Regions from separate parts of the Mus musculus genome. Here all the other regions are linked to region 4. The links are chromatin contacts, called in public Hi-C and promoter capture Hi-C maps. All regions are on one chromosome and are shown on one strand. Each heading gives the region's core, a stretch centred on a gene start, on an enhancer-like site or on the middle of the called end of the contact. The rest is flanking DNA. Distances are from core to core; before and after follow the strand shown. Region 1 holds the start of T (brachyury, T-box transcription factor T). Region 2 holds the start of Prr18 (proline rich 18). Region 3 has its middle 34 kb from the start of T. Region 4 holds the start of Pde10a (phosphodiesterase 10A).

What was found. Promoter capture Hi-C pulls out the DNA fragments that hold promoters and counts their contacts. A called contact is a pair of places that touch in the nucleus more often than the background predicts.
Region 1: a contact with region 4 is called in a promoter capture Hi-C map of embryonic stem cells, with 97 read pairs. The contact joins the promoter of T here to the promoter of Pde10a in region 4. A contact is called at or near these places in 9 of 39 promoter capture datasets (cranial neural crest, embryonic stem cells, frontonasal cranial neural crest and 3 more), 34 of 484 Hi-C or Micro-C datasets (cranial neural crest, differentiating embryonic stem cells, embryonic ectoderm and 3 more), 7 of 115 datasets of contacts at active chromatin or transcription factors (all in embryonic stem cells) and 1 of 9 other capture datasets (embryonic stem cells).
Region 2: a promoter capture Hi-C map of embryonic stem cells shows a contact between it and region 4. The contact joins the promoter of Prr18 here to the promoter of Pde10a in region 4. A contact is called at or near these places in 3 of 39 promoter capture datasets (all in embryonic stem cells), 4 of 484 Hi-C or Micro-C datasets (all in embryonic stem cells) and 1 of 115 datasets of contacts at active chromatin or transcription factors (embryonic stem cells).
Region 3: a contact with region 4 is called in a Hi-C map of the N1E-115 cell line, with 5 times the contacts expected there. The contact joins the enhancer-like site here to the promoter of Pde10a in region 4. A contact is called at or near these places in 1 of 39 promoter capture datasets (embryonic stem cells), 1 of 15 datasets of contacts at CTCF or cohesin (the NIH/3T3 cell line), 8 of 484 Hi-C or Micro-C datasets (the C2C12 cell line, the N1E-115 cell line, cortical neurons and 4 more) and 2 of 115 datasets of contacts at active chromatin or transcription factors (embryonic stem cells and forebrain).

What each region holds. Positions count from the first base shown.
Region 1 is chr17:8,432,905-8,435,909 of GRCm38.p6, reverse strand. T (brachyury, T-box transcription factor T) reads right to left here and starts at 1,487. Exons shown (of 8, transcript NM_009309.2): 1 at 1,174-1,487; 2 at 455-719. The coding sequence starts at 1,379. It overlaps LOC115486424, which reads right to left. Exons shown (of 3, transcript XM_030250191.1): 2 at 2,410-2,465; 3 at 1,382-2,205. The coding sequence starts at 2,421. The coding sequence ends at 1,420. RefSeq lists a promoter at 1,372-2,030.
Region 2 is chr17:8,338,990-8,342,259 of GRCm38.p6, reverse strand. It overlaps Prr18 (proline rich 18), which reads right to left and starts at 1,521. Exons shown (of 2, transcript NM_178774.4): 1 at 1,377-1,521; 2 at 1-1,253. The coding sequence starts at 1,246. The coding sequence ends at 323.
Region 3 is chr17:8,467,190-8,470,315 of GRCm38.p6, reverse strand. No RefSeq gene overlaps it. Among named protein-coding and RNA genes, the nearest start is that of T, 34 kb to the right of the region's middle. Within about 2 kb of position 1,410, at least 24 of the 459 cell types and tissues checked have an H3K27ac peak or open chromatin away from gene starts, as enhancers often do. A contact at or near this core is called in the N1E-115 cell line, forebrain and stem cell-derived neural stem cells, where this site is marked.
Region 4 is chr17:8,800,275-8,803,323 of GRCm38.p6, reverse strand. Pde10a (phosphodiesterase 10A) reads right to left here and starts at 1,579. Exons shown (of 22, transcript NM_011866.2): 1 at 1,179-1,579. The coding sequence starts at 1,245.

The sequences.
Region 1 (3,005 bases), core at 238-2,737, 370 kb after region 4:
GCTATACACCATTAAACCCTGCCGGCATAAGGCCACAAACAACTTTAAATGCCTGGCTTGGTGGCAACTTGGAGTGAGTTTTCTTGGAAACAGGCCCCAATTAAAGACTTTTCAGAAGGGTGGAATGTGCACATTTGTGCAGAGTAGCCAGTGTCCCCTTTTGACTTTAAAGTGACTGAGGATTCGGAACCAATGCTCACCTATGGCCAGAGCCAGTTCCCAAGCGGCAGGCCTTCTTCAACCCTTCCAAGGTGAGGGAGAACTCCCAGTTCCCTTTGCCAGGCCCTGCTTAACCCTCATCAGCTTAATATAAACAGTACTAAAGATTTAATTGGGGAAGGAGGCCACGGTGGCTTCTGTGGGGCTGACAAAGGCTGGTGGTGTCTTTCTAAGCTCCCAGCCAGGCTCTTCCCTTCGGCCTGGGGCCCAGAGGCTGTCTTCTGCACTGGCTTACCTGTCCCCCTCCATTGAGCTTGTTGGTGAGTTTGACTTTGCTGAAAGACACAGGCGCCTTCATCCAGTGGGCCCCAAAATTGGGCGAGTCTGGGTGGATGTAGACGCAGCTGGGCGCCTGAGGCTCTGGTTTGCCCCCAGGTACCCACTCCCCGTTCACATATTTCCAGCGGTGGTTGTCAGCCGTCACGAAGTCCAGCAAGAAAGAGTACATGGCATTGGGGTCCAGGCCTGACACATTTACCTTCAGCACCGGGAACATCCTCCTGGAAAAGACAGCGCACGGCAGGAGGACCCATCCGTTGGAGAGGGGGAGCCTGCACTAAGTGTTTGATGCCGGCCAAAGAGGAGGACCCCGGCAACCGGTCTCGCAAGCATCTTTGCCTGAACTTTCTCAGTTCAGGAACCAAATCATCTCCCCCCACTAAGCCCACGGGTTCTCGGGACAGCAGAGGGACAAATCTAGCCAAGGGTTTCGGCCCCCTAGGCAAACCTGGTCATTCCAGTATACACCTAGGAACCCTAGAGTTCGAATGCCTCCTTCCTCCTCAGGTTTCGTCAGGGGGAAAGTTCCCGAGAAACCAAGGTTTAGGAATCCTCTGGGGAGCTGTTAACTCAGCGGGAAGAAACAAAGTCGGCCGGTTGGGAAGAAAAGATGCTCTCCCCGAGGCGAGGGGCACTCGCCAGGCCCCAGACTGCCGGCTTGCAGCACGCACCTACCTGCCGTTCTTGGTCACAATCATCTCGTTAGTTAGCTCCTTGAAGCGCAGCCACAGCTCGCTCTCCTCCAGGCCCACTCGCAGTTCGCGTTCGGTGGGGTCTCCCTTCTCGCTGCCCGCCTGCAGCTCGCTCTCCACGGCGCTGAGCAGGTGGTCCACTCGGTACTGCAGGCTCTTCCCTGCGCTCTCTGTGCCCGGCGAGCTCATCCTCCCGCCACCCTCTCCACCTTCCAGGAGTCTTGACTCCCTACCCAACAGCCACCTTCACTTCTCTCGCCACCGCTTTTCCAAGAAAAAGGGTCACTCTGCGGAGCCCAAAGATTACACCTGGGTCCCTGCACATTCGCCAAAGGAGCACCGAGATCGGGATGAGGGGGGAAGGGGGCGGGGATGGGGGAGAGGGCCTGGGGAGCCGTGGCTCCACTTGAACTCCCGCAAGGCGCGACAAGAGTAAGTCTCTGGGGAAGAGAAAAATGGGTCCCCTCCCCATAAATACAGCCGAGGTGGCCTCGCAGGGGGGTGCGGCGGATTGGGCGGGACACCCTTTGAAGTACCGAGCAGCTGCCCATTGGCGGTGCGCGGCCATATCAGACTGGCCGGGCGGGCCCGGAGGCTGGGGGCCAACAATGGGCTCCAGCGCGCGCTTCCTGTAAGGAAAGCGTCGGGCGCAGTCCCGACACCCCCGCCCTCCCCCAAATGTTTGCACCTCCATCAAAGCGGCGGGGCGGACCCTGGGGGAGGGAGGGCGAGAAGCCGGGCTGGAGCCACCCAGGACCCTGGCTCCTAGAGCCACTGCTAAACTCTCCACTCCCACGCGCTGTCCAAGCGCACACCGGCGCCTGCGACTTTGCCCCGCGGAGTGTCCACGCTGCGCGCACCTGAGAGGGACTTCGGCGGATCGGCGTCTCCCGGGTCTCCTTGACCTCTCCAAAGCCTCAGCCTCCCCAGGTGTGGCAGCTTTGGGACACGTCCCCTCGCCCCATGGACTGCCACTAACTCCCACCTCGGCATCCAGGTCCCCCACGACCTTCACCTGCGTGGAGAGGGAAGCTCAATGCGGATCTGTCCAGAGAGGGAAATAGACGAACAGATAGCGACCCTAGTAGGAGGTGTCCTCGCGTCCCACATAAAAGCTGGACTTTGACGGTGGATGCGCCTGCACCGAATGTGGCCCCGGGAGTCCCTGGTCTCTTTGCGCCGGGGATTGTTGGAACGCATGCTGCGCGCGTTTCCCTACCCGCCTCGCCATGCGGTGTGGGCAGCAGTTGGTTTATTGCCTCTCGGTGAGAACCTCTGCCGGGAGAGTGAGGGGAAGGTGACAAAGAGCAGGAAATAGTTCAATGGGGTCTCTTTAAACAATAACATTCCTCTAAAACGGGAGCCCAGGAAGCGGGAAGGAAGCCAGAGCTCGCGCCCAGCTCTTTAACGAGACTCTGGGTTCCAGCCTCCGTTTCCCCGTCTTCCACTCTCCTATCCTATCCCGAAGCTCCTTGGAAGAGGCCCCTGAATCAGGTGGGGGCACTCAATTCTGAGTTCGTTGTCTCTCTGAGAGTCTCCCTGGGAAGTCTTTGGGGTCGGAGTTGTGGGTTCTACCTGCCCCTACTTCTGGGAGAGACGGTTTTCCAGGAGCCAACCTCTGGGGTGGGATGCCCTAGACTACCCTCCTCTGCCCTTTCCCACTGAATACTGGGGTGTTCGGCTGCTTTTCTGTGGTCTAGGATATAAAGAAATCTCTGGCTAGAGGAGCGGGACACTTCTTTCTACAGACACCAAAAGGCTCTCATTTGCGCCCAACCCCGACCCTCCTGCAATGAGCACCAGCCAGTTTGTGTT
Region 2 (3,270 bases), core at 272-2,771, 460 kb after region 4:
AGGGTGAGAGGTTAGAAGGCATTTCACAGGTCCTCCCCCGACCCCCACATTAGGGAGGGCGGGGAGCAGGAGGAGCAGGGGACAGCTGCTAGAGTCAGGCGAGTCTGTTGTGTCCCACGCTGACCTAATTGCACAGGAGGTGGGTGGTGAGGCGTTAGAAAAGCCTGTGGGTCACTCATGAATAAGCACACCTGGGGAAGGTACCAGGCAATAGTCCTGTCCCTTGCTGGCCTACCTGGTTCACAAGAGCCCAGGTGTGCAAGGAGCCCAGGAGGCGGCCGTGGGCTTCAAGCCAGGCTGGGTCCCACAGGCCCACCTAGCCTCACAGGGTGCTCAGGTGTGGCAGCGAGTCCAGATGCCCTGTGCGGCCCCTCGCAGCTGCCGCCGACTCGACCCCACGCAGCCACTCGGTGCACTTGCGCACGAGGCCCTCGTCCACCACCTCCACCTCCTCCTCGTACTCCTCATCATCGTACTTGTGCTTCTCATTGAGCAGCGACACCTTAAGCACTGGGCGCAGGCTGGAGGGGCACGGGCTGGGCAGAGTGGCCTGCAGACCTCCTGGCAGCAGCGAGGCACGGGGAGGGCGGCTGCTGACAGCCACAGCCAGAGGCGCGTTGGGGACACTGGTGGGGCCACCCCTCCGCAGGGTCGAAGCCCTGGTCCGGGGACAGGGTACCAGTGGGAGCCGCGGGTCGGCAGAGGGTGTGGGGAAGGGCCTGCGGGGTCGCGCCAGCAACTGCTTCTCCAGGTGGCGCCTCTGGATGACCAGGATGGCTTCTGGGGTGAGGTTCAAGGAGAAGCGCGTGGCGTCGTCGGGCCCAGCCCCCGCCCCCGCAGAGGTCCCCGAGGCGGTGGATCCCGCTGGGATGTGGCTGCAGGCGACCCGCCGGGGCGCGGAGCACGTGGTCGAGGTCCCCCCACGGCCCGGAGAGGGCTGGGGCGGGACGCGTGCGGAGGTAGCCGGCTGTGGGGTGCCCGAACCCAGGCCGGGGCCGCGCCGTACCGGGGGCCTCTTCAAGGTGGCGGAGGGCCAGGAGCTGGAGAGCAGCATCTCGGGCGGCCTCCTCTTTTTCTCGCCGCCGGCGGCGGAGGCAGCGGGCGGTGAAGGCGCGGGCGGCGCACAGGGTCTCCGGGATAGCTGGCGCGCAGCGGGGCCCCCCGGAGTTCGGGGGGGCGGCGGTGGTGGTGGCGGCGGCGGCGGCATAGGCAGGAATGACATGACTCTGCCGAGCAAGCGGAGCATCAGTGTCCTGGAAGGAGAGGGGCGGGTGGGGCGGGTCTCAGTCGCCGCGCGCGGAGCCGCCCCACTGGTCTGGCGACCCCCGGCACCTCCCCATCCGTTGCTGATCGCCGCGCGCTCCCCGCACACCCACCTGCTAGCAGCCGCAGCATCTCCCGCTCCCTCCCAGTTCCTTCAAGCGAAGGCGCCTCCCGCCCCTCCCTCGCTTCGGCAACCCCGGGAGCTCCCTCCGTGTGCTCCGAGCTGGGTCCTTCGGTCACGCCAGCAGCCGCCCCACTGCTGGTGAATCTGGATGTCGCCTGGATCGCACCTCCGAGACGCGCCGGGCTGGGCCGGGCGGCAGGAGGAGGAGCGCACGCTGGCAAGGGCTTGCCAAGTCCCGGGCTGCTAGGGGCTGCGGCTATCGCAGACTGCTGAACGCTGGAGACAAAGTGCCCGACATTCGCAGGGGCGGGAGCTGGCACCCAGTACCCCAAGTCTCTCCTCTCTCGTTCTCCCATGGCTCGAGAAGTGAAGGATTAGTCCATCAGAAGCAGAGAGCTAGGTCTCAAGGGAACTGGTAGCACCAAGTCACTGGTGGAGTCCTGCACGTTAGACAGAGAATCCTTTCAGATGACTCCGGAGAGGAATTTGGAGCCAATCTGGAATAGCAGAGAAAGCCGCCAGTACCGGGTGGGGCTTTTAGGCGCTACCTAGGTCCCCCCCCACCCCCCGCATTGTATCCCAAGATACCACTCCTTGGGAGTTATTTACACATTAAAGCCATTGTTGTCTATGAATAGGCAAGGTTTTGTTATACAATAGCAACATAGGAAATATATGACATGTTCTGTTTTATCAAGTGACTGCCTGCAATGCCATGTGTTGTACAAACAAGGGAAGCTGGCTGTTTATACATGAAAACATAACCACAACACTGAAAGATCCAATAAGCTAGCCATTCAACAGTTAGAAGACAATGCACCTACAAGTCAAAGGGATTTACCGGGCACCTGTTTCACTGAAAGGGAGCAACAAACAGCTAGACTTAAAAGACTGCTCCCCGTGCACAATGAATAGCTCTGGCCCAGGGTGAGCACATGGGAAAGTGGGTAAGCCTCTGTGTCTTGTGCCAACAGTCACCCCACCCCCTCCTCTTCTGTTTGTCCTTTTCCAGTAGCAACTGGACACTCACAGCCCAGGGTAGCCAAGGGAACTTGTGGGGGGCGGAAGCTTTTCTCATCAGAGCATCCAGGAAGTTGGCATAGGTCCCACAAATACACAGGCATCTCCATCACCTTCCCTCTATGCAAAGGCAGCTCGCTAGCTTCCAGAGAGCTCTCTGGCTCACAGGAGCCTTCTGCCCCTGCCAGGGGACCCAGCTCTGCCTTGAGCTCAGGCCACTAGAACATGGGCAGCTTAGCTCCCAAGACACTGAAGCACGCTTGTATCGTTTTAGTCCGGGTTCTAGTTTCTAGGTAGTTGTGGGGATGGAGATGTAAGCATGGTGCAGATTGAATATTAGGGGAAAGGAGTCAGGAGCCATTTCTGTAGGTACAGCTGGGGAGGTCATCTTTGGAGGAAATGCCACAAACTGCTGGATGCCCAGATGTCACGTGTGCTAGTGGAAATGTGTGATGTCTGAAATCCTCTGCTTCCTGCCCGTGTTCAGATTGCTTCCTAAGATTTCAGGTGTCCAGAAGTAACAGGAATGGCTGGGTTGAAGGTCAGAGGTGGGGGTGGTAGGCAGTCTAATAACTTTAAGAGGTGACATATACTGATGTAGGTCTGTGTCGAGCATTCCTATTACCTTGCCCATTCTACAGGGAAGGACATGGCACTTCCAGAGGCTCTAAATGCTGTGAGAGACAGGACAAGACTCAGCACCACGTGAGAGTTCAGAGCCAGATGTGACTATTACACTAAAGACAAGGAAGAGTGTGTTGGTTGGGGAACCCACATAAGTGAACCCCACCTCCAACTGGTAGAGACTGGTGTGTTAAAAGCCCAGAGGAGCAAATGAACCATTACCAGGGTGACAGTTAGGT
Region 3 (3,126 bases), core at 161-2,660, 330 kb after region 4:
AAAAATAAGCAATCGTGTCTATAAAAACTAAAAAACAAATAATTAAAATTTGACCTACAAATTTAAGAAGGTTATTGGACATAAAAGTCAGCATGCGGATTAAGAGGTTTTTATATCCCGGTAACAACACTGAGAAAAGCATTCAGAGAGCAATCTCATTCATAATGGTGGCAGGAAGTATTAAACTACCTGGAGAGAAATATAATCCAGGAGTGGATGGCCCTTATAGTGCAACTTACCCAATACAGACAAAAGAAATTAAAAAGGGCACCAAAAACCAAAAAAAGACACAATGTGTTAGTAAGTTGACGAGTTAATTAATTTTTACAGTAACTTATTTGTTTTTATTTTATGTGCATTGTCTATACATATGTCTGCAGAGGATCTCCTGGAACTCAAGTTACAGACCGTTGTGAGCCACCCTGTGGTTGCTGGGAATTGAACTCAGGACCTCTGGAAGAGCAGTCAGAGTTCTTAACCACTGAGCCATCTCTCCAGCCCTGTGTTAATATTCTTAAAATACCCTAAATGTCCTTTTCATATGTGTTTGTTCTTGTGAAGTAGGGCGACTTGTAGGTGTCCTGGAGGTCACTGTGTAGTCCAGGCTAGCCTCATCATCTGGAGGCTAGTCCCAACACCTAACCAGTCTTTCCACGCTGGTAGCTGTCTCCTGGTCCCACCAGTCACTCTCATGTTGCTTGGAGGAATGTGTTTTTATGGCTGACCACTTGGTGTTGGAAAACTAGTTAAGGGGTGACCATCCCTTGAAAAGACGGATTATGCAGACGGTTTTTTAATATGATCCCAAGACACAGACAGCAAAAGCAAAAGTTGAAAACCAAACTCTAAAGCTCTGTACAAGAAAAGGTTCAACACACAGACTACAGAGACATTCACAGAAGACGAAAACCTCTCTGTACTGTCGGCCTGGCTGTGAATCCGCAGATCTCAACAGCGCGACGGCAAAACACAAGGGATCTGACTCAAAATGCACAGTCGTTAAAAAGCGGAAGAGCTCCAAACTTGATAATCTTCCTCTGAATCCCTCTGACCAACCAGCCTCAAGTTCTAGTGGAAACTGAGCTGGGTTGGCTCTTGAATCTGAGTTCCCCTCAGTGGGTACTGGGGTCCCAGACAGTCTCAACAGGGTAAGCCCGGTTTCTCTCTGTATCCCAGCTCAGACCTGACCCTGCAGTCCCTTACACCTCCTGCAAAGCCTCCGGGCTGGATAGCAATCTCCGTGTCCTCACAGCGGAGACTTGTCAATTCCAGCTATGGCCTTCTAGTCCTGCCCTGCAGTTCATCAGTCATGATGTTGCTATCTAGCGCAGCATCTTCCTCTATTGCCTTAGCTAGGCTCTGCTGTGGCTCCAGCCTCATCCACAGGACGCGGGCCTGCAGAGCATCCTGAGGCGCCCTCTGGTGGCTTCTTCCGAAATGTCGCTCCATCCCCATTGGACTGAGGTCTGAGACAGCTGATAAACGTGCCTCCCTCGAGGGATCAATAACACTGATCCCAGGGAATCCAGCAGCTCAGCCCGTCTGAAAAAGCGATCGGGAAGCCCGGGAGGGTGGTTCTCACCAACGCAGCACAAAGTCCCTACCAGATATCTGTAACCTAGGGCTAGGACTCCTGGAGCAAGGGCCTCCTGGTCCTGGTTGGGTATCCAGTCGCCTCTACTCCATCCTTTTGTGGAACCCCATTTCTACCAAGACTCCCGCTGCTCTTCCAGCAGGTGGGCTCTTCTTCACAACACAGGACTGGGGTGGAAGAAAGCCAGCTGTCTCCTGATAAAGCCCTGGGGCTCAACCTTTGGTTTATCATTTATTTTGCTTTGAGACAAGATAAACCCAAGCTAGCCTCTAACTCAAGGCAATCCTCCTGCCTCTCCCTCCTTGGTTCTGAGCTAACAGATATGTACCACCACCCTGGCCAGGTTTTAAATCTTCCCAAAGAGGGAAAGCTGGGCCTGTTTTTTCCAGTTGGGAACACAGCTCTCCTCTCCCTCTTTCCCCTGCCCCCACCCCGAAGCAGAATACCCCTTGTGAAGCCGGACAGAAGGATGAACCTTTTCACAAATGTAATCATTAATTATCCATAAGTTTCAGCCAGGCAGACAGTTCAGTCAGTAAGGCACTTGCCCTACAAACATGGTGACCTGAGTTCAAACCCCCAGAACCAATACAAAAAACCTGCTGAGCACAGCTGTGTGCATCTGCAATCCTAACACCAGGGACATACAGCCAGGAGGACATGTGCTCTCAGGACAGCCTGTCCAGCCCAGTCAATGAAGCTCCTGCTTCAGCAAGGGTTTGGGACTATCCGTCAAAGGAAGGATGCACAGAGTGTTAGCAACATCCTGGAATGAATGGGAAACAAGAAATGACTTCTATCCATGTCTACCCACCCAGGTGGTAATCTACCAGGGCACCTGTCGCACATCGGGGACAGAGGCTGCTCTCCTCAATGCTTGTTCAGTGTCTGTGAAGAAGGCCACCCATGAGATGTATTCACAGACCCATACAGGTGCAGAGAGAGCTGGGGAAAGAAGTTTGCTGAGGAGTTAACAAGTTAATTTTAACTTCTTCGTCTCATTTGAATTTTCACATAGATACATAATTCGAATAAGTTGCTTTATATTACTTTAAAACAAAGTGATTAAGTACAATTTTTATGAAGTATCTCCTCAGAGCATAGCAGCTGGGGAAAGTCCTACTGAAAACTGGAGGAATGGCTAGCTACCTCAGGGAGTACAGGCCACAGGCTACCTTCTCCCAGAAGAAACCAGCGAGAAATAAACCAAGAAAACACAGCCGGAGAAACAAGGCACTGGGGTTCTGTAAGGATCCACAGGTCAACTAGACCTGTGGCGCTTGCCAGCACTAGAGAGGACAAGCCAGGCAAATCTCTATGAATTCAAAGCCAGCCTGGTCTACATAGTGAGTTCCAGGCTGCCAGAGCTCCAGGGAGACTCTGTCTCCTAACAAGAGAAAGAGAGGAGAGAGAGAGAGAGAGAGAGAGAGAGAGAGAGAGAGAGAGAGAGATCTATCCTCAGGGTCCTCGAAGCCCCCAGCTCCTCTTCAGTGCCCTGCTGTCCCAGCTCTGGATGAGGTCGCCCCCACTCT
Region 4 (3,049 bases), core at 330-2,829:
AAGCGCGGCTTACCAGCGAGAAAGCAGACAAAGGCTCGGTGCGCACGCGGTGGACTGTGGCACCAAATCCACGCTCAGGGTGGAGCAGATGCCCGAGTCTCACAATTTCCCACGGATGTGCCCTCTCAGAGCACAGACTCTCCCACCAGGTCCCGCCTGGTCCCTTTCCCGCCCCGGTGTTCTGGTCCTCACCCTGCTCACCCTCCATCCACAACAGCAGCGACTCCCTCCTCTGCGCGTCTGGAGCTTCTTTCCTAAACATCGTCTGCCTGCCTGCCTGCCTCCTTCCTTCCTTCCTTCCAGTGAAGCTGCTTTTGACTTCTTTGCTCAATCTTGTCCCCCTCCCCCTATGACACGCCCTCTGTTGCCCCTGCCCCAGAAGGCTTGCAGACCTGCACCCGGGAGGGGCAGGTCAGAAAGGTCATGCTACAGTTGTCCCGCGGGTCCGAAGGAACCAGAGGTGCCTTTTTCTTCTATGCTAACGCCCCATTGTTCCTTGGCTTTCTTCACCCACCCTTGCACCAGCTCCCCAGAATCTGCGTGAGGTGGGCTGGGGGGCGGGGGGAAAGTGCTGCGTCCTTTTCATGAGGGTGGGTGCACCCAGCTCCATACCACTGGTCCGCGCGCCAGAACACAGTCACTGCAGGCTCGGGCACAGCCCTCCTTCACATTTGGAATCCTGGGCTTCCTGAGCCTTGCCTATCCCCATGGCTGCGTCAGGAATCCAGCGGTTTAGATCCCCAGGACCCCCCCAGTGGAAGGAAGCATATATACTCCAGTCAAGTGATCACAGGCTAGAGAGAAATGTAGAGTAATCGGTGACAAACTTGATGGTCTAAATCATGAGTCGGGTCAATGTGGCCAGGGACAGCTCTAGGAAGCAGGTTAGTTTCTAAACGTCCGGCTCCAACACCCTCCGGGTCACGCTTCCTCTGTGCGCACGCCGGGCTGGGGAAAGCCGGGTGTCCCTACGCTGATGGGCGGTCCCGAACGTCCCTGAGGTGCCACCAGCTTCCTGAGACCCACTGGCCAATATTGGTCTGGTACACACACACACCTTGCAGACTACCCACTACCGTAGCAGCTCCCTCCCCACCCCACGATCTGAACCCCCGATTTGTCCCCACCAAGCCAGAAAACCACCCCGGCCACGGGGAACGTGGGGCCGGGCCACTTACTGGGGCTGAGGAAACACTCGGTCAGCCTTCGGAAGCAACTCGCATTGTTAGAGGGTCCATCTTCCATGTCGGAGCCGAAGGGCAGCGGCCAAACGGTGGCAAGGGGGAAGGCGGCGCCTCGGGGCCGCCAAAGAGTTCGGCCACCGGCGGCAGAGCCGGGGCCGAGGCCAGGGCAGCCCCCGCCGGCGCCCGGAAAATCCGAGGAGTCCGCGCGGCGTGCACCCGGGTGTAGGGGAAGCCGCGGCGGCGGAGATGGCCGGGGCCCGGCGCGGGCAGGGAGCAGCAAGCCTTGAATCGCAGGCGAGAGGAAGAGCCGCCGCCGCCCGCCGCTGCCACCGCTGCTGCCACCGCTGCTGCGGTGACTACTGCCTGGGGGGACGCTCAAGGGAGCTGCCTCTTGTCCTCCTCCTCCGCCGCCGCCGCCAGCATCGCCGCCGCCGCCTCCTCCTCCTCCAGCCGCCGCTGCGCCCTCCCTTCTCGGGAGACGCGCGGGGAGGTGGAAGGCAGATGAGGAGGGGACAAGAGGGGGAGGGGGGAGGGGGGGCGGCGGCCAGAAGTACCAGGAAGATGAAAAGGAGGAGGAGGGGACAGGGGAGGAGAAGGCAAGCGCCCAGGGAGCACGGGCCGCCACCCAACCACAGCCTCCGGCACGGAGAGCGGAGAGGGCGCTGGGGCCCCCAGTGGGGCTGGCGTGGCCTGCGGGAGACAGGGACCGGGACAGGGGCGGGGGCGCCGCTAGCTCCTCCCGGCTGCAGCCAAGCAGCTCCCGGGCCAGGCTCAGGCCCACTGTACTCCGCCCGCTGGCCGCGCCGCACCGGGGTTCCAGAGGGACTTGGACACGGCCGGGCTCGTCCCCAGACTCCCGCAGTGGGGCCTGGGGGTGGGGAGCGAGCCGCTCCTCCGGGCTAGCCATGGCCCTCCTCCCCAGCTTGCAAGGGGGGCAGGCGGGAGGGCGCGGCGGCCCGGACTCTGCGGGCTCCGCCCCCGCAGCACCGGCCCTCCCCGCGACGCTGCCCAGGCTCTGGTCCGGTCCGCCTCTCGGGTCTAGGGTGCCTCTCCGGCCCGGGGGTTCACATCGTGTTCCCTTTGGGATTCAATAGGACCGCGGGCGGGGGGACGAGTCCCGATCGCTGCGCCGGGGTGCGGGCTGGTACGCACGATCCGCGTCCTTCCCGGCCTGGCGAGGCTGCCGGGACGCTGCCTGCGGGCGTGGCGTGGTGTGTGCAAGCTCCGGCCGGCGCCTGAGCCGCGGCGGCTGCTCCAGAGCAGCGGAGAAAAGCGCCGCAGTGCTGCTGCCCGTGGAGGCGGCGGTGGTGGCGGCGGCAGAAGACGCCCACTGGCGGAGCAGGCGCTCCCCGAACCGCCACCGCCCGCGCCCACGTTGCGCGTCCACTGGAACTCAGGTCCCAGCACCCTGGCACTCTGCGTGTGGTGTGTGCCCCTGGCCCGCTAGTCTCCCTGGAGGTGGCACATCTGGATCTGGCGTTCCAGATGCTAAACCCACAGCCTAGCCTCTGTTCCAGCTGTGTGCAAACCACATCCGCCTGTGGGCGGGTGACCTGAACCAGGGAATCCTCTCTCCAGCCCCGCAGTATCAACAGAGAAGGCTTTTGGTCAGAGCTCCTGGAGGGGGGGATTCAAATTTGGACATTTAGCAAGTTTAAAATCAAGGCAGAGTTCCCATTAGAATGTCTCAAAAGGCGGTTCTTTCCGGGACTGCCTTGCCAATACCCACTTTAAAGCGAACTTTAGGTATGTCAGCCCACTTTGTCCTGGTGGGTCTGGAAGATAGAAGGAGCAAACTAGGGTTCGCACACAAAATGTAAAGAGTTCATTGCTTTAAAACCCAGAGACCATCTGTCACCAGTGGC